2 separate regions of the Rattus norvegicus genome follow, and region 2 is linked to region 1. A link is a contact called in public Hi-C data. All regions are on one chromosome and are shown on one strand. Each heading gives the region's core, a stretch centred on a gene start, on an enhancer-like site or on the middle of the called end of the contact. The rest is flanking DNA. Distances are from core to core; before and after follow the strand shown. Region 1 holds the start of Vgf (VGF nerve growth factor inducible). Region 2 overlaps LOC100910802 (a long non-coding RNA gene).

Region 1 (4,012 bases), core at 125-2,624:
TGTGTGTCATTGTCACCCCCCCTTTCCCTGCCCACGCCCCCGCACTGCTCTCCGCCTGCACCGCAGCCCCCTCCAGCCTTCCTCCCTCCCCTTCATTCCTGCAGTAGCAGCTCCCGGGGCCACCTTTCCCTCTCCTCTACCCCCTCCCCATTTCCGTCCTCCCATCCCACCCCCGCCCACGTCTGGTCTCCCTTCACCGGACCCGGCTGGCTGATAGATTTTCTGCGCAATCTCTGCGTCATCGCCCCCCACTCCCGGAACCTCTAGCTGTCCAAGCCCCCAGCCTCAACCCCTCTGGGAAGGAGATACGGTCGAAGGGTCTGGTGGCTGAGAGGGTCCATCTCTGACGTTGCAGTGCACCCCCCTCCAGTCGCGTTCAGACCTCCCCTTTAAGCGGTAGAGAGAAATGGAGTTGAGTCACCCTCTCCACCTGCTCAACCCCCTCCCCACCTGGTCTGCTCTCGCCCTCCAAATGTCCTTGGGTGGGGGCTGTGGGAGAGAGGGAAATAAGCTTAAGGGTGTGGGAGAGTTGGATTAAAAGGGGGCACAACAGGGACCCCTTATCAACCACAGCAAAGTCCGCTGGCCAGAAGGGCAGACACACCTTTTTTCCCCACCCCCTTCAGAACTGGTTTGAACAGACAGGACCCAGAGGCACACGTATCGTCAATCTTTCCCTTTTCTCTTCCGACTAGGACCCTTTCCAAGGTGATTACCCAAACCGCAAGATCCACCCATCTGCGCTGACCCTGGGCGGGCATCCCACACCGCAGATCCACCCCCTCTTCCTCTCAGGTTCAAGTCGTCCTTGGGCGTGCTCCCTATAGACCATACTGTGGCGGAGTAGGGAGGCAGGCCCCTTCCCCGGCTTTCAATCCCTTACCGTCCCCCCATCCAGTACTGATCTTTTACTGGCGCCCAATTAGATGCTGGCGGTGCCCTCTTCCTATTCTGCTCAGCAACGCGGGCTCCGCGCCTCAAGAGCTTTGTAACCCACCCTCCCGCCTTCTGGCTCCTCTGTACCCACCCTTCCATTCATTTTTCCATTCATTCATTCATCCTTTTCTCCTCGTCCCTCCTTCATTCATTCATAGCCCCCTGCCCCGCCCGCCTAGACATTTCATTCATTCATTCATTCATTCATTTCCCGGAGCTCCGCTAGCTCACGCCCCTCTAGCCGAGGGCCCTACTGCGCAGGTGCAGGCCGGGAGCGACGCTTATCCTCCAATCATTGGACTTCCACAGTCCACCAGGCACCCGCCCGCTTCCCCATGAATGAACATTGACGTCAATGGGGCGGGGCGAGACCACGTGACCCCGCGCGCTCCCCTTTATAAAGCAGCGGTGGCGCGGGCGCTGTCCAGCGTGCTGAAGCCGGAGCGAGAGCGCTGTTGCTGACCCAGCTGAGCCCAGCTCCTAGGACGCCAGCCCTCGACCATCTTTCATACTCCAGCCACGGAACGGAGCCAGGGCAGACGGGTCCGGATTTTCCCCCTGCCCCGACCCTCCTCTCCACCTCCCGCCGTCGTGACACCGGCTGGTAAATACTCCGCTGTCCATCCCTCTAACCCTCTTCACTCGTGGGCGTGAAAGGAGGATTTTCTTTCCTTATGGGGTATTGAGAGCATAGCGGTGTGCCCCCGGGAAGGGTCTTTGGTAAACGGGGAGTCTCTGCTTCTCTGTCGCTGATGAAGTCGCCCACGCACCATCCGGGGAGTCCTGTGGGGAGGGAACAGATCCCCCCTCCCACTTATCATTGCTGCTTAGTACACGGGCGCTGGCTGAGAGATGACTTTGGGAAGGGGGCGACAGGAGGCACTGGGTACCCAGAACGAGGATTGCGAGCGTTCTCTGACCATTTGCACGACCCCAGAGATTGCCACATCTTTCTTGTTCTCTGCTAAACGTTTCTCTTCGGGTAAGGTTAGAGAAATGAGGGAAACCCCGGATTTCCTGCTTAAAGGTGGGGGGAGGGAATGCAGAAATAGAAAGAGGGAAATTCTTATAGAAATCCTCTATTTCTCTGGTTTCTTCTGTTTTTCAGTCTCTGGCAGCCCGTTGGTCATGAAAACCTTCACGTTGCCAGCATCCGTCCTCTTCTGCTTCCTTCTACTCATCCGGGGGTTGGGAGCAGCACCCCCCGGGCGCTCCGATGTTTATCCTCCTCCCCTCGGCTCTGAGCATAATGGGCAGGTAGCTGAGGACGCAGTGTCCCGGCCAAAGGATGACAGCGTCCCAGAGGTCCGAGCGGCTCGGAATTCCGAGCCTCAGGACCAGGGAGAGCTCTTCCAGGGCGTGGATCCCCGGGCGCTGGCCGCGGTACTGTTGCAGGCACTGGACCGTCCGGCCTCGCCCCCGGCTGTCCCGGCAGGTTCCCAGCAGGGAACACCCGAAGAAGCAGCAGAAGCTCTGCTGACCGAGTCCGTGCGCAGTCAGACCCATAGCCTCCCGGCATCAGAAATCCAAGCGTCCGCTGTGGCGCCCCCTCGCCCTCAGACTCAGGACAACGATCCCGAGGCAGACGACCGCTCAGAAGAGCTGGAGGCACTAGCATCCTTGCTCCAAGAACTTCGAGATTTCAGTCCGAGTAATGCTAAGCGCCAGCAAGAGACGGCGGCAGCAGAGACTGAAACCCGCACGCACACGCTGACCCGAGTCAATCTGGAGAGCCCCGGGCCAGAGCGCGTATGGCGCGCTTCCTGGGGAGAGTTCCAGGCGCGCGTCCCGGAGCGTGCTCCTCTGCCGCCCTCGGTCCCTTCTCAATTCCAGGCTCGAATGTCCGAAAACGTTCCCCTTCCCGAAACCCATCAGTTCGGGGAAGGAGTGTCCTCCCCTAAAACACATCTTGGTGAGACTTTGACACCCTTATCCAAGGCGTACCAAAGTCTAAGTGCCCCCTTCCCCAAGGTGCGTCGGCTCGAGGGCTCATTCCTGGGCGGTTCCGAGGCAGGAGAGCGCCTGCTTCAACAAGGGTTAGCTCAGGTAGAGGCAGGGAGGAGGCAGGCGGAGGCCACCCGGCAGGCCGCAGCGCAAGAAGAGCGGCTGGCCGATCTCGCCTCCGACCTGCTGCTCCAGTATTTGCTGCAGGGCGGCGCCCGGCAGCGCGATCTCGGGGGTCGCGGGCTGCAGGAGACGCAGCAAGAGCGGGAGAACGAGAGGGAGGAGGAGGCGGAGCAGGAGAGACGCGGTGGTGGGGAGGACGAGGTGGGGGAAGAGGATGAGGAGGCGGCAGAGGCGGAGGCGGAGGCAGAGGAGGCGGAGAGGGCGCGGCAGAACGCGCTCCTGTTCGCCGAGGAGGAGGACGGGGAAGCCGGAGCCGAGGACAAGCGCTCCCAGGAGGAGGCGCCAGGCCATCGGCGGAAGGATGCTGAGGGGACAGAGGAGGGCGGGGAGGAGGATGACGACGACGAAGAGATGGATCCGCAGACGATCGATAGTCTCATTGAACTGTCCACCAAACTCCACCTGCCAGCAGACGATGTGGTCAGCATCATCGAAGAGGTGGAGGAGAAACGGAAGCGGAAGAAGAACGCCCCTCCCGAGCCGGTGCCGCCCCCCAGGGCTGCCCCAGCCCCGACCCATGTCCGCTCCCCGCAGCCCCCACCTCCCGCCCCGGCCCGGGATGAGTTGCCGGACTGGAACGAAGTACTCCCACCCTGGGATCGGGAGGAGGATGAGGTGTTTCCCCCGGGGCCCTATCACCCCTTCCCAAACTACATTCGGCCGCGGACACTGCAGCCGCCCGCATCCTCCCGCCGCCGTCACTTCCATCACGCGTTGCCACCTGCGCGCCACCATCCCGATCTGGAGGCCCAGGCCAGGCGCGCGCAGGAGGAAGCGGACGCGGAGGAGCGCCGGCTGCAGGAGCAGGAGGAGCTGGAGAATTACATTGAGCACGTGCTGCTGCACCGCCCGTGACCCGCCCCTGCGCGCCCGCTCCCAACTGCGCGCGCCGCCACGCCCCCCCTCCGTGTCGCTCCTCCTCCCTCTCGGTGTTTGCATGCGCCCCGGC
Region 2 (4,529 bases), core at 263-2,762, 100 kb before region 1:
GCACAGAGCCTAGATTCTTCTCTTATGTACAGGGTTGGAGACTCTTAGTTCCGGTGCATGATTGAGTATCATCTGGCACTCTCTGTCTTAAAGACACCAGTATCTCTTAAAACTAGCCTTTCTGTTTCTGCTCTCCCCGCCCTCCCCAGGTCTCATGTTGCCCAGACTGCCTTCATTTTATATATAGTCCCAGATGACCTTGAAGTCCCAGTCTTCCAGTATCGACCTCCCAATGCTCAGATCACAGGAATGCATCCCTGTGTCAGGTTTATGTGGTGCTAAGGATGGAACCCAGAACCCAGGACCCAGGAGCCAGGATCCTGAGCCTCATGGGGAACCAGGCAATGGTGTACTGGGGAAGTGAACAGAGCAGCCTGACCCAGGCTCTCCTGGGGCTCTGGTTCTAGAAGGCAGGCAGTCTGGTTTGTTGAGTGTTTTGAAAGTGGAAGTGCTGGGCCTCAGGGAAGCTCAGGAGAGAATGACATCATCTGACACCATGGAAGGCACAGAGACTTCTGGGAAGGTGTTCTCTGCTGAAAAGCAGGGAAGAACCTTCCAGAAAGTGCACAGCTGGCTTGAGGCTAGCGTGGGTTATGTGAAGGTTAATAGAGTGGTAGGTCATCACTCTACTAACTCAACTACCTTCCCAGTTTTGAGGCAAGGTCTCTATGTAGCCCAGGCTTGTCCCAAACTCTTTCTTTATAGTAATGAGTTTATTTACTTATACTCCTTTTTTTATTACAGCTATTTATTTGAGGGTAGGGCATATCCTACTGTATGGGTGTGGAGGTCAGAGGCCATCTTGTAGGAATCAGTTCTTTTTCCTCCAGGTAGGACCCAGGGCCTGAACTCAGGGCATTCCTGGTGGCAAGCGCCTTTACACACAGAGCCACCATACCAGCCCCACTCAAACTCTTTATCCTTCTGCCTCAGTCTCCCAAGTGCTGGGATTGTAGGCTTGCACCACCACACCTGGCTCTCTGTGTCTTGTCTGCATGCGGGCCATCAAGACTACCCTCTACGTCTGTCTCCCTGTCATGTATGTGTCCCATGTGAATGCTTTAGGTCATAAGCGCTCCAAGTCTCCACCACTGTCCTGGGCGGTGGGGGAGGGGGCTTCTTTGGTGTCGGTCTTGTCGGTCTTGTGAGATGGGACGCCCTAGAGCTTCGTCACAGATGACGAGCATCCACCCTCATTCCAGGGGAGCCTTCAGCTGATGAATAAGACTTGATTTGTCCCTGAACCATCACCACCTCCATTCATTCCATTCAAAGGCTTTCGCTCCAAATGGCTCATCTGACGATGCCGGGTGCGGTGGGGCCCCCTCGGAACTCCACTTCCACATGTGGAGGATGTGCGTCCTCTCCTGTGATGCTCTCCAGGGTGATGAGCTCTGACGTGGGTTCAAGCCTATTCGGGTGCTGTTCCGCCCTGTGATTTTCTCCTCTCTATGGCTGTTCGCCTCCATCCACGGAGCTTCCTCCCCCCTGCATTCACTGGGAGTCTCTCCAGTATGAATTATGGAGTGAATGGAAATTTTCCCTTATTCAGAGTCTTCAAAGATCCCCACTCTGTGCAAATTTGTCGGTTTTCTGCTGAATCCCATCCAAACGTCTGGGCAGAGCAGCCCAGCGTGAGGATGCGGCTGAGTCCTAGTTTGCTTTCTGTCGCTGTCATAAATACCACGAGCAAAAGCAAGTGGGGAACAAAGGAGGCCATTTGTCCCACAGGCTCAGTCCATCATCTAGAGACCCCAGGGCAGGCCCTGGAAGCCGGAGCTGATGCAGAGAGGCCTTGGAGCAATGTGGCTTCCCTGGCTTGGTTCACCTTCCTTCCTTACACAGCCCAGGGCCATCTCTATAGCCCAGACTGCTCTCAAACTTGCCATTCCCCTGCCTCAGCCTGCTGCTTGCTGGGATTACAGGTAAGAGGCAGGCACCTCTCGTTCTGTTTCATACCTGCCCAAAGCCCACCTCTTCCCGAAAGCCCTCCAGGATTCCTTGAGCCTATACATTGATGGGCTTCCACGAGGATTGGATGTCTACAAAAGCTCTCTCCATCTATGATCTGTTTATACTTTTTTTCCTTCTCTGACAGACAATATTTGAAGGAGAGCCACGCCTTGCCCTTCGCATTCTCCACGGAGCCTTCACTGCCAAAACACTGAGGAAAGGCCTTGGTAGCTGTGTGTCACTCTGGACTCTGTGGTACAAGGAGATGGCTCTGACCGTTTGCCGCTGAGGATGAAGTTCTCCTTTTCCAGATGGTTTTCACACAGGGTGGTAGGGGATTTCATATTGCTTCATCTTCTACCCTAGCCCTGACCCTCACCACCAGGCAGCCCAGCCATATTAGCTGAGAAATCCATACAGGGGCAGGAGCCCCTGTTCCCTCCCCTCTGCTAAAAGATGTCATTAATTAGTTAGAGTTGTGCTAGGACATAGGAGTGACCTTGGGAAGGGGCACTTGGTGAGTAAGCAAGAATGGGCACCGGTGTGTCTACTCACCACGCCCAGGTTGCAGGGGAAGATGGCTCACTAACCACTCACAGGGTGACCTTGGAGGTCTGCAGGCTCAGCTCTCATGGCGCCTAGACCCATTCCTGTCCAGGAAAGGGTAACTTCCAAACTTAGCAGGCAGACAGTTTATGGAGAAGTACACTGAACTGTCTCCCGAGGGGCCCCAGGCGAAGGTCACATCCCTTCCTTTCCACACATGGCTGAGTTCTGGGTTCCAGCAAGGAGAGAACTCACCTTCCATGTTGGCTATGACATTTTCTTATCAGGTTTAAAAGGAGGGGTAATGGCAAATGTCTCTAAACCTCAAGTTCCCATAAGGCCACAGCCCTCCTTCCGACTGTCTTTTAAAGCAAGTACTCTAAGGGATGGAGATGTAGCTCAATTGGTAAGGTGCTTGCCTAGCATGCAGAGAGCCCTCCGCTCCCTTTTGCGATGCTTCAGAAACCAGGTGTGGCTGCGCGTTCTTGTGATCCCAGGACTTGGGAACCTGTGGGCAGGCCGCCTCACAATCTGTTTTCTCCAGTGCCCCATACTCTAGCTCGGGAATGTGTTGCTAGGATGCAGTCTGTACTGAGTCTCTAGACAGTGTCTCCAGTTGTCCCCGTAATGACTGTCCCAACCCGCACTGAACGAGGAAGGGCACCGACGAGGAGAGGAGACAGGGGGAGAATGCACAGGCCCTTGAAGGAACAAAGGCCTGGGCTGAAAGGTAGTTCTACATCCATCCAAAAGAGCGCACGGGGCTCCTAGGAGCCTACTCAAGACCTTAGTCTAGAACGCTGCTGATCTTGGCAGCGCACACCTGTAATCCCAGCACTTAGGAGACAGAGGCGAGGCAGGGCACTCAAGAGTTCAAAGTCATCCTCGGCTACAAAGTGAGTTTGAGGATAGCCTGGGCACCACACTTGAAATCCTTTCTCAAAACAAACAAACAAAAAAAAATGTGCAGGCCCCATGCTGCATTTGTAAGTGCTCCTCACAGTGACCTGTGGGACCCAGGCAGTGTCTCACTGAATCTTCTCAACACGCTTTAGAATAAGTCTTTTGTGGGCCTCTGGTTACAGCTGAGGGGAATAGATGGAGAGAGCTTTGCTCAGCTCACTCAAATGCATGAGGAGCCAGCACTCAAATCTTTATCTTCCCTGCAACCGTGACCTCAAAAGTCCTAGTGTTGGGTTGTAGGAATTTCACTTCCGTTTGCTGGGATAGGCAACCCGCTTTCGGGACTCTGTGGCCTTTTGAAAATGGTACTCCTTCTACACTCTCTTCTTCAGCCTGCCCAAACCTATCTAATGCTTTACAGGAACATATGTGCCTGTGAGAGACATGAGCTCCCTGCCAGCAGACACTAGCATATCTGCTGTGGGAATTGAGGGGATTCTTGAATTGAGGCAGATTCAAGAGTCTCTAGTTATGCCATCAACTCTGCAAGTCAGGCATTGTTGTGGTTTATTTCTGCTCCACTACGTCTGGGACCTCCACTAGATTGGCTGAAAACTGTGGACACGGTCCCAGTAGGGCTTTGTGTCGAGAGCCTTCATTGTGTCTGCCAGCTGGGTCCCTCTTCTCCCTGTGATGTCCGCCATCTGGGGCCCAGATGTGTAAAGTGGCTCTGGTGCACGGGCCCCTTGTGTCTCTACCTTCTTTTACGTGTCCACTCTCCTCAGGAGAGCAGCCTCCCTCATCGTACGCTGTCTGGGCCGTCAGAGCCCACACTATCTATAGCCCTTTCTGCTGCATTCCACTTTACCTATTCTACTTCTAGCCAGTGCTTCCTAGATGCCAGCGCCACATATTACAAGATCTGCCTCTGTGCATGCATACGATTCTGTGGGCCCAAACCTAATACAGGCTGGCCTTCGAATGGCCTTTGAAGTCATGAGTCAAAAATGGAAAGAAATCCAATCGGGCCAGTTAGATTCTCCTCCTGTCCCCCCTCCCCACTTGAAATCTGAACCTAAATCAGACAGGTTGATAGTGTGTAACAAAGTGATAAGTAGGGCTTTGAT

Evidence for each region. Hi-C and Micro-C count contacts between places; a contact is called where the count stands out from the background.
Region 2: a contact with region 1 is called in a Hi-C map of frontal cortex, with 1.7 times the contacts expected there. The contact joins the enhancer-like site here to the promoter of Vgf in region 1. A contact is called at or near these places in 3 of 12 Hi-C or Micro-C datasets (the A7r5 cell line, Schwann cells and frontal cortex).

What each region holds. Positions count from the first base shown.
Region 1 is chr12:25,274,382-25,278,393 of GRCr8, reverse strand. Vgf (VGF nerve growth factor inducible) reads left to right here and starts at 1,374. Exons shown (of 2, transcript NM_001395575.1): 1 at 1,374-1,540; 2 at 2,045-4,012. The coding sequence starts at 2,065. The coding sequence ends at 3,918.
Region 2 is chr12:25,376,909-25,381,437 of GRCr8, reverse strand. It overlaps LOC100910802 (a long non-coding RNA gene), which reads left to right. Exons shown (of 4, transcript NR_102359.1): 4 at 2,099-2,407. Among named protein-coding and RNA genes, the nearest start is that of Ift22, 26 kb to the left of the region's middle. Within about 2 kb of position 1,512, at least 8 of the 93 cell types and tissues checked have an H3K27ac peak or open chromatin away from gene starts, as enhancers often do.